2 separate regions of the Ovis aries genome follow, and region 1 is linked to region 2. Evidence: chromatin contacts called from public Hi-C data. All regions are on one chromosome and are shown on one strand. The core of a region is the stretch at or near the end of the contact, and the rest is flanking DNA. Distances in the headings are between cores, read along the strand shown. Region 1 overlaps SPECC1 (sperm antigen with calponin homology and coiled-coil domains 1). Region 2 holds the start of TTC19 (tetratricopeptide repeat domain 19).

Region 1 (6,913 bases), core at 311-2,810, 100 kb after region 2:
CTTCAAAGACTGCTGAATCTTCTGAGAAGAAACGGGGAAAATCAAAGGGAAGGATCATCTTTGTGCAGAGTTGATTCCAAAATGCAAAAAAAAAAAAGGCAGAGAGACTTCCTGGCAATGACTGTTCAAGACAATGGCTGTTCTAAGGAGACCGTTTGATTGTTTATGAAAAGGGCATTCCTCCCCTACACATGCCCCCTCTCACACAGAAATGGCTGTGGCTCCCCATCGCGGCAGGGCTGGGCGGCCTCTCCTCCTCCACCTGCTCTGCTAGCTGACAGAGACCATGGAGCTGGAAGATAGAAACAGGAGGCACAGGCTGGTAAAGGGGTTACTCCATGTAACACGACTGCAGTCTACACACAAGAACTGATAGCTGGCAGTGTCCAGGGGCACAGCTCAGATCCAGGACAGGATCAGCACACCTAGATTTTGACTTTTCCCATCCCTTGCAGAAGTCAAGAGGTCTTACAGACAGAAAGAATGCCATGAACAGGCTCCTCCCACTAGACCTTTGCTGACAGACAAGGGTGTCGGCAGAGATGACGGAGACCAATCACATCAGGCCCCTGACAGAATGGCCTGTGGGTCCCTCTACTGTCCTACAGTTAAGAGTAAAAAAGAAAAAGGACTTCTTTTATGATACACACGTGCTGTGTACACACGTGCTGGAGAAGGGAACGGCAACCCATTCCAGTATTATTGCCTGGAGAACCCCATGGACAGTGAGAAGAGCTTGGTGAGCTATAGTTCATGGGGTCGCAAAGAGTCGGACACAACTGAGTGACTTGGCACGGCACACAAGTGTTAAAGGCTTCAGGGAGGCACACACCCTTGGCCCACTTTTCAAAGTGAATCTGTAGACGGGGCCAGGCAGCAGGCCAGACGCAGCTCTGCAGAACTACAGGCGGCTTCTCTGATGCCACACTTGCGAAGCTAAGCTATGAAAATGCATGTCTGTGCGAGTGAACGGGTGATGCTTGCCGGGATACTGGAGGACCAGTTTCTGCCCCGAGGGCCAAATAAAATGCCAGCAGCCCAACAGTTGGAGGTATGAATGTGAGGTCTGCTCAGAAAGTGTGCGGGAATCCTCTTGAGAACTGGCCTCTCCCCAAGGTGGGGATGGGGAGGGGGTTGGACATGTCGACAATCCCAGGGACCCAGGAAGCTACACCTCCAATGCCCCACACCTCCCTTCCAGTGACAGCCCCAGACACCCAGCAAGCAGTGTGACATGTTACATCTGTGAAAACAACACAGGGCGCACAGAGGCACACAACCAAAGTCAGAATGCAGGCGCGCACACAGAATTAACAGCTGACCCCAGGGAGGCTGGCAGTGACAGGCTGCATGCTGCTGGCTTCAGGGGCGGCAATGCAAGAACCAGAAGCACAGACTGGCGCATCGCGCACCTGAAATGTCCTAGTTTGGAAGCTGGCACAGCTAATCGTGCACAGACATTTCAGCGTGTTTAGCTCTTTAAGATGTTCCCCATGGCTGCTCACTGGTGTCACACAATAAGTACAGCAGAAATCGAGTAAGTCCCCTGCAAACAATGGCTTTAACAGTTTCACGGTAAGAGCAGACACACAGAGAGGTCTGTCCCTGCTTTGGTCTGAGACACCCACGTCATGCACGTCTCACTGACAGGGTCTTTTGTTAGAGAGGCTGCGTGTGGCCCATCGAGGCAGTAAGCTGAGTTGCATGTGTGTTCTCTAAAATTGCCAGGCCCAAGGACTCAACTTTTCAGGAAGAATATCTGTTGTTTCAATTTCGATGAAAGTTTTAATTTCATTGTATTTCCCTTAATGGTTCAAAACAAGAAACAGCCAGAGTTGAAAAAGTTATTCATGATCCTTTCATCCAATAATTTATGTGTCTGGCAAAACTGCCCACTTTCAGGTCCACAAAAACTACACAGGCTTGTTCAGATTTCTGGAAGAGAAAGATGAGGTCCATAACCTCATGTGGAGGTGCCATATGTAAGGGAGACCCCAGGCTTCTGTCAGGAAGATGGTTCAATGGGCGTGCAAGTCCATGACTCTCCATCAGAGAAAGCTCAGCCCATCAACTTGTCTCAGAAAACAGCAGAGCCTGGGGGGATGGGCCTTAAAACCTGACCTACTCTTACCTCCTCATTTAAGAGACAAAGGCGCTTGGTCTGGGGAGAAAACCTGCAAAGGTGAGATCAGAGCCTAACTGTGCCATGTATCTTAACATCAATTATTCTGACTCCAAAATAAAAATACCTCTGAAAACTTCACAGGGCTGAAGATAGCTAATGAGCTAAGTTTTAGAGTCATCTAAAATTAGTATGCTAAATAACGCTCCACTGTTTTAGGTACTGAGTTCTTGGGAACAAACGCTAATTCGTCTGCTCACCCAGGCCTGCCGCCCACCCGCCTGCTGGCCTGTGTTCTCTTGAGAGCCAGCTGATGACAAGGCGAATCGGTCCACCTGGAGTCATGATCCAGGTGCTTCTCCTACAACGCTCTTACCTTCTCTTGTTGTACTAATACTTGGAGGACCTCGTTAGAATTTTCTGCACGTTCTTCGGCTGTGGCTGAGCCAAGGATGACTTCTGAGTTCTTGTTAGGTGACTGTCAAAGTCAAGAACTCAGGCAGCCAAGATGGAAGCACTATGCTGATCTGGGACCTTGGAGGGTGGGAGCTGGTTCCAGGTCTGGCTCAGGTGGTGTGTTCAGGGAGAGGCAGGGCCGCCGGCAAGTAACTTCTCCAAGGCCAACACTTAGAAGAGGCAGCTGGTCAGGGTGGCCAGAGCCTGGTAAGAGACCACTCTGGCAAGTGTCTGGAGGGTGGCCTGAGGCAATGACGGCCAAGAAACCCACTGATGGCACAGGTTCCGTAATGTGTCAGTTCTCGAATTTTGAAATATTGTGTGATAAGGGATTAAACTGCTGTATTTGGGAGGTAGGTTTGCAAATCACTGGAAAATCAGAAGAGAAATGTACTGCGTTTTTAAAAAAAGTGCCCCTAAGTTAGAAAATGCTGGGTATAGCAAATGGGGGGCCCTATGTGGTCAAGCTACATGTAGGCGTCCTGTGACATCAGGCTTGTACAGATAATCTGACCTGCTTCTTAGATCTATACAATAACTTATTGAGGGCCACATCTTACACTCAGGGCTTGTCTTTCACTGTTTATCTGTGAGATGACGTATATATGAAGCAACGCAAGTTATGATGTGGTTCTTCCTCCAAAGACACACAATAGAAAACCAAGACACGTGGACAAGCAAACAAAAGTAGACACCACAGTAAACCAGAACAACCCACAGTCATTTCAACAAGGAACACGAAATCTGCTTTCCCACTTGGCTGCTCCCTGAACTGAAAATTCATGTGCTTTGGTGGCCAGAAAGTATAGGTTTCACTACACAGTCATGATCTTGATTTTCATAAACAAAGGGTCACGAGACTGACCAAAGCAAGTTTGGTAAGAGAATCAAAACAGAATTCTGAGTAGAAATCTACCCCTTCCACTGCCATGAAATTCACGACACTACATCAGACCCAGAGGCTGGGAATCCAGCCTCCAGCAATGGTGGAAAACAGTTATAAATTGCAAGCTGTACAAATCTATATCCAGAATCTACTAAGGGTTTTTAAATTCTACTGTGCTTTATATTGAGAGACATCTTAAAATTCAAAATAACTTCTAATAACCAAGAACCTCAATGTTAAGGACATCTATTCCTGACAGGGGAGAGACAGCAATGCATGAGCTGAAGCCTAAAATACTGTGACAATCTTGCCCGGAAACCATTTAAACTTTAAACAATAAGCAACTCTGAGCTCACTCTGGGAACAGCTTCCTCTGAAAGCTCGCTGTTAGGACAGGCTTGTTGGGAAAATGCGGACTGCGATGTCCTCCCCCTGATCGGCCCCCCCGAAAGAAGAAGGGAATCTCGTATTGGCCCGATGTGTGTTCTCCATGCTGACCCTTTGAAATAAAGTGAGTTATTTCATGCTCTTCTGCAGAGGGCATACAGGAGCTGCTAAAAAAAGGACATACCCTGCACCAGGACAGTGGGTGGGGTCTGCACCCACCAGCCAGGCTGCGTAGCAGGCCAGCTTCTCCCACTGAGTGAGGATGACCCACATGGGGTGCTGAACCAACAAGGAGATGGAAGAGCAGCCTCTCCTCCAGACCCCAGAGAGGACTTGGCTGGAGCTCTGTCCTCATGGTAACCAGCTTCCTCATCACCAGGAACGGCAGTCATGGGGCTCTATGGACTATTCCTACCATGGAGCTTGTTATAACTTGGCCATGGGGTTAGTTATTCATCGGCCATGGGTTAGCTATAACCTCGCCAGAGGATTCGTTATAACCTGGCCACAGAGCTAGTTATAACCTGGCCATGGGTGGGGACAGAGCAGCAGAAGGACCTGGAAGGAAGGAGAAGGCTCGGTGAGGGCAGAGACACCTCCGCAGCCTGGGGGAGGAGAGCGGCCGGGACCCACCTGCCGCGGGTCTGTGCATCCCCCAGCGCCTTCTGCAGCCGGGCGTTCTTCTCTTCCTCCTCCAGCAGCCTCCGCTTGACGGCGCGCAGCTCCTGCTGGGCCTCGACCTTGATGTCATTGGCCACCACTACCGCCGTCTGCAGGTCAGCCTGGAAGCGCCGCCACTCTTCCGTCTCGTCCTGGAAAAGCCAGGTTTGCGCCCACATCAGACTGACGCCCCAGCCATGGTTCCAGGGCCCAGGGGTGTCCATAGGAAAGACGGGCTTTGGGATCTTGGTGCTGGGAAAAGGCACGGGGGGCTGCACCTGCAGGTGCGGGAGTCCTAGCCCTGAAATTGAGGCTGCCTGAACCTCCCTCCTGGCCACACTGTGGTTCCAGGCCCCGCAAGTTTACTACACAAAGCAGGGCTAGAGAGTCGTCAGGGTGTGTCTCAAAGGTGTCCACACCTCAGTTAACGGGGATACTTCAGGTAGAATGATGCTCTGGCTCTGACCGCGTCTCACCTTTATCTGCTTCGTCAGAGTCTTCAGCTGCCTCTCCAGGTCCGACTTCTGTTCCTCCAGCTTCATCACGCTGCCTGGAAAGAAAGAGGCAGACTGGAGTCAGAAATGTCTTGAGCATCTGGGGAGCTGAGCTCAGGAGCCAGGCAACCTCAGGTCCTGCCACGGGCTCTGAGACCTGCCCCTGTGGCCAGGCTTCCCAGCTCAGCACCCAGAGCACAGGAGCCAGAGGCAGAGGGTTCCTCCAAGAGAAACAGGATGAGTAGGAATGTAAGTGATGTGAGGTTAGGGTTCAGCCTCAGAGACAGGCTGCATAAACTCACAGCGCAATGGGAAGAGAGCCAACAGTCACTCACGCTCACACGCTGAATGCCTGGAAGCAGCACAGCAACCTGAACATCCTTTGCTGCTGTGATGTGGAAGAACGGCTTTTCTTTAAATTTATTTAACTGGAGGATAGCTGCTTTACAATGCTGTGTCAGTTTCCACCATACAACAATGTGAATCAGACACAAGTGTACATGTGTTCCCTCCCTCTTCAGCCTTCCTGAGGGTGGGGTTCTGAGTAACAGCAGGAATGGATGGTTATTACTATTGTGATATTTAGACCAGCTTCCAGAGTCTGGAACTGACTCACAGCTAAAACTCTGAATCACCTGGGGAAACTTTTCAGAAGCACAGATGTTCAAGCTCCAGACCCTGACCCATGGAATCTGGTTTCCCAGGGAGACAGGGTCTGGGGGTATCTATGGTCCAGGCAGGTACAGACAGCTGCCAGGCACAGAGGATCAGCTCCTGGAGCAAAGACAGGTTATGCTCCCTTAAGCCTCTGATCCCAGTGTTTTCATCAAAGTTTAATGCTGTTTGCATTAAACTGGCTCGCTGGTCAATATCTTTGTGGAAAAAAGCCCATCCCATGGGTTCTGGAACCTGCTCACTCACAGCGTCCTTCTCCCATGTAACATTTGGCAGGCATCTGAAAGACACTTCTGCAGTCTGGGGCACTCAGAACGGCCTCATCTGCCAGGCTGGAACTTCCCTTCTGTGGGTATCAGCGCTGGACGAGAGAGCTTCACACCTTCCTGGGAATCTGACCACACGTTTCTTTGATTTGGGTTCACAACCATACTGTTCAATGTTTTGGTTCTTTTTAAATTTCATGAGTCTACCAATGTCACTACTTTCCCATCTGCTCTACTCAGCACTTTCCCAAGCGGCTCGGGGGCAGCGGCTCCTGGTCTCTGGAGGTTTGGTCCACATGAGGGTACTGCATTTCTGGTTGGTATGAGGCTCCCCCGTGGCTTGGATTTCCTGCATGTGATGTGCCCCGGCTCTCCTGCGCCAAGGACAGTGGATGGGATTTCAGAACTACACTTGGGGCCGTTGTAATTTGTTGTGAAGCAAAGGCTTCTCACTGCAGTGGCCTCTCTTGTTGTGGGGGTGCACGGGCTCCAGAGCACAGACTCAGTGGTTGTGGCGTACAGATTTAGTTGCTGCATGTCATGTAGGATCTTCCCCGATCAGGACTCAAACCTACGTCTCCTGCCTTAACTACTGGACCACCAGGAAAGTCCCTGGGGGCCCATTTTAAACAGAGGCATCGCCAACATCCAAGCACAAAAATGCAAAACACATGGCACTGAGTCAGCTGTAAAAGACACCTGTGGATGGTCCAGGCTGAAACAGGAAGGCGGGGTCACCGTGGCCGCACCCAAGCTGGGGAGGCCCTCTGGGAGACTCAGACTTTTTCCCCGTCTGCAGGGTGCCAGCAGCTATGGCAGCACCGCGTTGATTTGGGCAAGGGGGTGGGGGTAGGAGGATGGGGTTTACAAGAAAGTTTTGGCAAGCAGGTAGATTCACCACCAATAAGAGTTTCAAGAATAGTTTGGAGGAACTGTACCCACTGGGGAACCTTTCAGCCCACCAACT
Region 2 (6,370 bases), core at 2,602-5,101:
TGGACGAGCCAGTGACACCCTCTCACAGCAACTCTCTCGTCATATAACCTGTACCTAACTTCCTGCTTTGTTGATACTTCCACCAGCAAAATATGCCACCCCCGGCCACTCTTGCGTTGCTCCCAGCTTTCCTAGGAAAAGCAAAACTAACATTCTAACGACTTCCCAGTTTAAGCAGAAACAGAACACGTGACCAGGCCTGTCATGGTGCAGCCACGGGGACAAGGGCTGCAGGCCCCAATGGACACAGAAGGGGCAAGACTGGAAAAGGCTCAAGATCTCAAAGATGAGGGATGGGACACCAGGAGGGTGACAACCAAGATTTTGGATACCCAGGTGATTAGTAGGATGAAAACTGTGACACCCCAGGGTCAGTTTCTGACCATAGCCCACCCAGACTCTGACTACACTTACCTACTCTGAGCAGCATAAATAGTGGCCAGCTTTAGGGATATCTCTATGATTGCATTGTCTTCCTATTGGGAAAAGAAAAAGGAAGTTAGTTCGTAACAAATAAAATTTCCTCATGAAGTATTTCAGATTCATTTCTAGACTGACTACACCCTGAAAGCCATAGTCTTGATGCTTTTGCAGGAATCAGGCGTCATGCTTCTGCATGAGTGAAAGACTGGCAGTTTTTATACTGGTCTTAGGGGGAAAAATCCCAACTTTTTGGTCAAAATCCATGTGGGGGCTGGGTGGAGTTTCTAAGAGATAAGGCTATTTTGAAAACTGCCTCAGCTAGGATGCAATATTATGTAATGTCCTTACCTGTTGCATGCCCCCTCCAAGCAGGTAACTCATTGTTGCTTTAAAAAGTTTTTCTGCCTAAAAACATAAGGAAGAGATTTTTCTATTTGGGCCCCATATCTAGATGACCCTGCATTCTAAGTACTAGTCTGAGGCAGCATTCCTTGAAAAACACATATACAGAAAGGTAACCTTGCGTTAGAAAAAGACTAAAATGCCGGGACCCCACATCCTCTGGGCACCTTGAAAACTACTACTACTACTTGAAAACCACACTACTACTCTGTGATGTGTACAACCAGCTTCAGAGATCAACTTCCCACCCAAACCCACTGTGGCAGAGACTGCAAACTACCCTTTTCTGGTACAGTCTCCTCAGTTTCCACTAGGTCAAGGGTCCTTCCTTTGCATTTCAGGTGTAATCATATGAGGAGGCTGCGGCCAAGAGATGCACGCAGTTTACACAAACAGCTTCAACAGCGTACTTCACAAGGACGCTGCTGGCCCTCCATCCTCTCCCTGCCCACAGCTGGAGGTGAGCCAGTGCTCGTACTCAGGCGAGAATACATCTTAGAAGGAATGTGGGCTCCTGGGTCACTTCATGGGGTAGAAGTGCCCACCCCTCTTCAGGATTCAGCCGCCTCTGGACTAATGCATTAAAGGGATACGCTTCCTTCTTATTTCAGTCACTTTATCTTGGGGTCTCTTTGTTACAGAAGCTTTGCCTGTACCCTTATGTGCAGAGGTCCCTTGAAGCTAGCCATTCACAAATTCACAACATTACAACATGATTTACTTACATTTTCAAGCTGACCCCTTATAAATGCTAAGTTCGCCATCTGAAAGCAGATTATAAGTTGTTTTTCAGTTTAAAGCATTGTTTCCACTTACTTCAAAATCTTTACACTGAAAACTCCCCTTTGCTTTCACCTTCTATCTAAAAAAACAGTCCAGAAACTGTTGCTAATCTGCTAGAAGCAAAGTTCAGCAATGGGGTGAGAGTACGTGCATAGACTTTGATGATAACAATTCTAGATCCACTCTTCACTGAGAACACAAATATTAATGTTAACTGTTTCTTTTCGGTCTGGGGTTGAGGTTTCTTACAGGTGACAGTTCAAGGGTAATAAAAATGGAAAGCTAAAGAAAACTTAGTAAAAACAAAACCCAGAGAGACATCCTGCAGGTCAGGAATACTAATCAGGAACACTAACAGCCCTTCTCCTGCACCACTGGCGGCGGCTCAGACTGGTCAGAGGAGTTACCAAGTCATAAGTGTAAGCAATGGCCTTCGTGTTGTGACTCTTGTGGGCAAGATGAAGAGCATCATGCAAAATCAGCTCTGCCTCTTCTGGCTCATCTTTCATGATGCATAACTGAAAAGAGAAAACAAAATAAAAGAAACTGAAACACGAAAAGAACAGAGACATGCACCGCCAGACAGAAGCGAGTATGGGCTACGTGTCCCAGTACACAGAGGGAAGCTAGTCATTCATTCCTCAAACACTTATTGAATCCCTGCTCTGCAAAGGCATGGTGTCTGCAGTGGGGACTGGAGAGGGGCTCCCCTGCAGCTCCGCATGGCCACAGATATAGCACACTGGCTGACATAGGCAGCAGGATTGTGAGCACTTTTCACGAGCTCTTATAGCGGAGCTGCTGGCCCTACATCCTCCTCCACTCTTCCTGCAGGACAGGTGGGGCTCAATCACAACCAATGATACAGGCGAAGAAAGGCAAGAGAAAGGAACAAGGGGTTTCCTTCAAATGGAGTCAAGAGAAGCCGCCCAAGGAAGCGACAGTTAAATTGAGGTAAAAAGAAAAACAGCCAACTAAGGAAGGAACTATGGGGGAAACTGACCCAAACAGACAGCAGGGAAGGAGCGAAGGTGCTACAGACTGAAGATAACGGACTTTCAAGAACCACTCAAACAATGAAAGTCAACAGATGTCAACTGATGGTGACTGTTACTGCCAAGTAGGGAGGCAATGGGGTGGGACCATAGGTCTCACCAGCCAGGGCAAGGAGTCTGGGTTCTACCACAAACGCTGTGACGGGTCAATCAAGGCTTGTGGGCACGGAATGACACCAGCTGATTTACATTTAAATGATCCAGTTGCTGTCAAGCCTGGATGGCAGGGGGCAACAGGGCAGACAAGACTGCAGGCTGTGGCAGCGTGGCCAGGGCGACAGGAGGAGACACCGAAGAGGCGACAGGTTCGAGATTTTGGATTTGGTGGCAAAATACAAAAATTCGTTGCTGGATTCTTGGTATATGGGAGGTGGTAGGTAGGTACCACACAAGTTCTCAGAATGGGGCAGACTACAGAAAAGAAGAGGTACTGAGGGAAGGGGTCGGAGGGGTGCCTAAGACCACAGGTTCGTTTGGGTCAGCTGAAGCCTCAAATAGAGTTGGCATGCGGGCCGCACCTGCCGTGTGCGGGCACTCGGGTGGACGCGGTGGGCATGAGGCGGCGGTCAGCGCAAAGGAGGAGACCCGGCACCCCGGGAAGAGGGGAAAACGTTCAGGAAGAAGAGGCCCGCCTCGCTCCCCTCAGCCTGTGCGCACTTCTCCCCGCGCTCGCAACCTCGCAACCGGCAGCGCCGCCTCCACCTGCGCCCAACGCACGGACCCCACGACTCCGTCCACCCGGGTCCCCGTAGTCGAGGGACGTGCTGCAGCCCCTCACCTTGGCTCGCTTCAGCAGCTGGATGATCTCGGCTTCGGCGTCCCCGGCTGCAGCCCCGCCCGCGCCCCGTCGCTCCTGCTCCGCCGCCGCGGGCCTCGAGGACCAGGCGAGCGCTGCAGGAAGGGGCACTGAGGTCACCGTGCTCAGCCCAACCAGCCCGGCCCGCCCGGCCCGCCGGCCTGCACCCCTCACCTGCCAGCAGCGGCAGTAGGCCCGAGCCTCGGCCGCGCGGCGCCCCTCGGCACGGCGGCGCCCGAACTCCCGGCGGCCCGGGCAGCAGGCACACCGGGTAGCAGCGGCCCCGCCGTTCCGCCACCCGCAACAGACCTCGGGCCAGGCCCACAGCCAGACGCCGGTACATGGCCCCCAGAGCGTCCTCTGCGCACTGCGGCCACGGGCTCCGGAAGTCCCGCCCCTGGCGCCGAACGCCCGCCGATTGGCCGGACCGCCCGCATGCGCCGGGACGCAAGTCTACGTCACCTCGCCTTCCTCCCCTGCCCCGGAGAACGCGGGACCGCCATGGCGGCTCCGACTGGGCCTCTCACGTTACCAGCTGTGGTGGAGGAGCTGCTGAGCGAGATGGCGGCGGCTGTGCGGGACGGCGCGCCGAGTATGGGCGGGGGCGCGGGAAGCAGCGCCGGCGGGACGGGGTTCGGGGGTCCGGGCCCACTGGGGAGGTCTCCGCCCTCTTAACTCGCCTGTAGCCCTTCCTTCCCGCGGTCTGTGTTTGTTCCAAAAGGTTCCCCTCCTGACCTCTGTGCACGAGTGACTGTTTCAGGGCCCCAGATGCAGGACTTGAGGGGTCTGGACGCTGTGGCTGTGCCTTTATTCCTCTGACCAGCAGAGGACGCTCTGTGACCAGACTCCCCTGGCCGCAAGCGCACGGGGCCAGAGCGCGTCCCCGTTAGAGCTGGCGCCACCGCCGCCATCTGAATGACCATCCAAAACATCGGTTAGGCTTCAGTGAACCTTGCTGGTTCACTTGGGCGGCGTTTGTTTGCAAAGGACCGCACTTTGAAAAGGATTTACCTTGACTTGTTTTTTAAAGAATTGAGAGGAGGAAGCCAACTTTTCTCATTTCAGTTAAATCTAAAGCAGTACATGTGCTTAAAAGATGAGGCGAGCCAGGTATTCGAACATCCTCTAATCCCAAAAAGCTTGGGGGAGAAACCAGTCTGTTGACAGCTCAAACAGTGGTTGCCAGAAAGGGTTGTGTGTGAAGAGCACAGTGTGAGAGTCTTGAAGGGGGCGCCCCTGAGGCTTGGGGCTCATAGAGACTACTATCACCGATTCACGTTTTTCAGAGCCATTTTCTTCTAGTTAAAAATCTTTGTTCTTAGACAGTCATACACTCTTCCTGAGCCCCCTCCTTCGACGATAATTTTCTTTAGATCAGTATTCTGAGTTTACACTTATATGATGTAAAATATAGTCACAGCTGAGCCATGTAGTAAGTGATGACTACTTCTTTACTGTAACTTTTTGCTTCCTCTCAAAACTGTCATGATTGCATTTGTTTGGTTGTTTACTTTTCTATATGTTTATCCCTAATTCAATAACTTCCTTTTAGCTCAGATGGTAAGGAATCTGCCAGCAATGTAGGAGACCCAGGTTTGATCCCTGGGTCAGGAAGATCCCCTAGAGAAAGAAATGGCAACCCACTCCAGTAGTCCTGCCTGGAGAATTCCATGGACAGGAGCCTGGCGGGCTACAGTCCATAGGGTCGAAAAGAGTCAAACATGACTAAGTGGCTAACACAAACACACACACATCCATAATTCAACTTCAAACTCTTAGCAGTGTTCTGAATCCTCTACTCAAGATGCTGAGGTGTTTTGTCCATTTCATTTTCTTCTAGAGCTTCCAGGGTGCTCTCCTGAGATCTCCCCCACCATTACTGTCTAGGGAATTCCCTTTACCTACTTTGAGCCTTAATGTTTTGTATACTGTACAGTTTTCTTTTTCTCAGTTTACTGTCTTATTTTATAGAGCACATATTCTCCTGTCCTGAGACTTAATTGATAGTTTGGCTAGGTGTTATTGAATTATATGTTGGAAATATTTACTCAGACATCTTAAAGTAGTATTCTACTACCTTCCAACTTAAACTTACTTTCACAGTCTTATTTTAGCCCTCCTGCTTCATTCCCACTCCAGAGCCATCTGGTGCCACCAATTTCTGGAGGGGTTTTTTTTTTTTTAGGGAGTGAGTGTATTAGAGTCTGAAGTGCAAATCAGGTTGTTGCTTGGCTCTCCTATTGCTAACTTGTTTCAGTTTTCTCAGGTCTTGTAAATAATTTTTGAACATATCTTAGCTGTGTTTCTCCCTGTCCTCATCCTTGAGAGTTTATTCATTTTAGAAAATTCTTGTATTATTGTTTAGTGGAATATTGAGTAAAATTTGATGCATAGGTTCAGTTCACCATCTTACACATAAGTCTTTTTGGTTATAATATCCTTTTAAAAATGTTTTTGTCTCTGGTCACTGGTTTAACACAATTTACTTACTTTCCATTCCTGTTTTACAGTTCCTGATGAGCATCTGTTATCGTAAGTATATATCCTTTTGTATTTGGGGTTCTTTATAAACCACTAATGTGTGTTTTTAAAGGCCAGTTCTTTCAACATCAACTCTTTTTTTGTTTTAGAAAATATTCTTACTAAGTTAGGAATAATATTTTATTGATGTGATTGTTAAAAATCTGTCTCAAGTGAATAACCAGCACTGTACTTGACAGTACAAGGCACTCCCTTATTGTCCTAAGTGCCACTGTATTTTAACATTATTCTAAAAGGTGTAACTCTTATACTACTAACACATGAAAAGAGAAGGACATTTGACCCTTGAACAACAACTTTTACACATACACTGCTTGGGGAGGCCTGTTTCCTGAGAGGCTAAGCGTATTTAAGAAATAAAATGTACTAG

Evidence for each region. A called contact is a pair of places that touch in the nucleus more often than the background predicts.
Region 1: a Hi-C map of hypothalamus shows a contact between it and region 2, with 4 times the contacts expected there. The contact joins the enhancer-like site here to the promoter of TTC19 in region 2. A contact is called at or near these places in 14 of 16 Hi-C or Micro-C datasets (blood, hypothalamus, liver and 7 more).

What each region holds. Positions count from the first base shown.
Region 1 is chr11:33,339,316-33,346,228 of ARS-UI_Ramb_v3.0, forward strand. SPECC1 (sperm antigen with calponin homology and coiled-coil domains 1) reads right to left here. Exons shown (of 15, transcript XM_042256705.2): 6 at 4,988-5,061; 7 at 4,485-4,663. Among named protein-coding and RNA genes, the nearest start is that of ADORA2B, 73 kb to the left of the region's middle. Within about 2 kb of position 1,561, at least 7 of the 54 cell types and tissues checked have an H3K27ac peak or open chromatin away from gene starts, as enhancers often do. A contact at or near this core is called in hypothalamus, where this site is marked.
Region 2 is chr11:33,234,575-33,240,944 of ARS-UI_Ramb_v3.0, forward strand. It overlaps TTC19 (tetratricopeptide repeat domain 19), which reads right to left and starts at 3,852. Exons shown (of 9, transcript XM_060395474.1): 1 at 3,634-3,852; 2 at 3,442-3,554; 3 at 2,016-2,126; 4 at 1,551-1,589; 5 at 772-828; 6 at 415-476. The coding sequence starts at 3,802. ZSWIM7 (zinc finger SWIM-type containing 7) reads left to right here and starts at 3,934. Exons shown (of 5, transcript XM_042256702.1): 1 at 3,934-4,051; 2 at 5,970-5,991. The coding sequence starts at 3,961.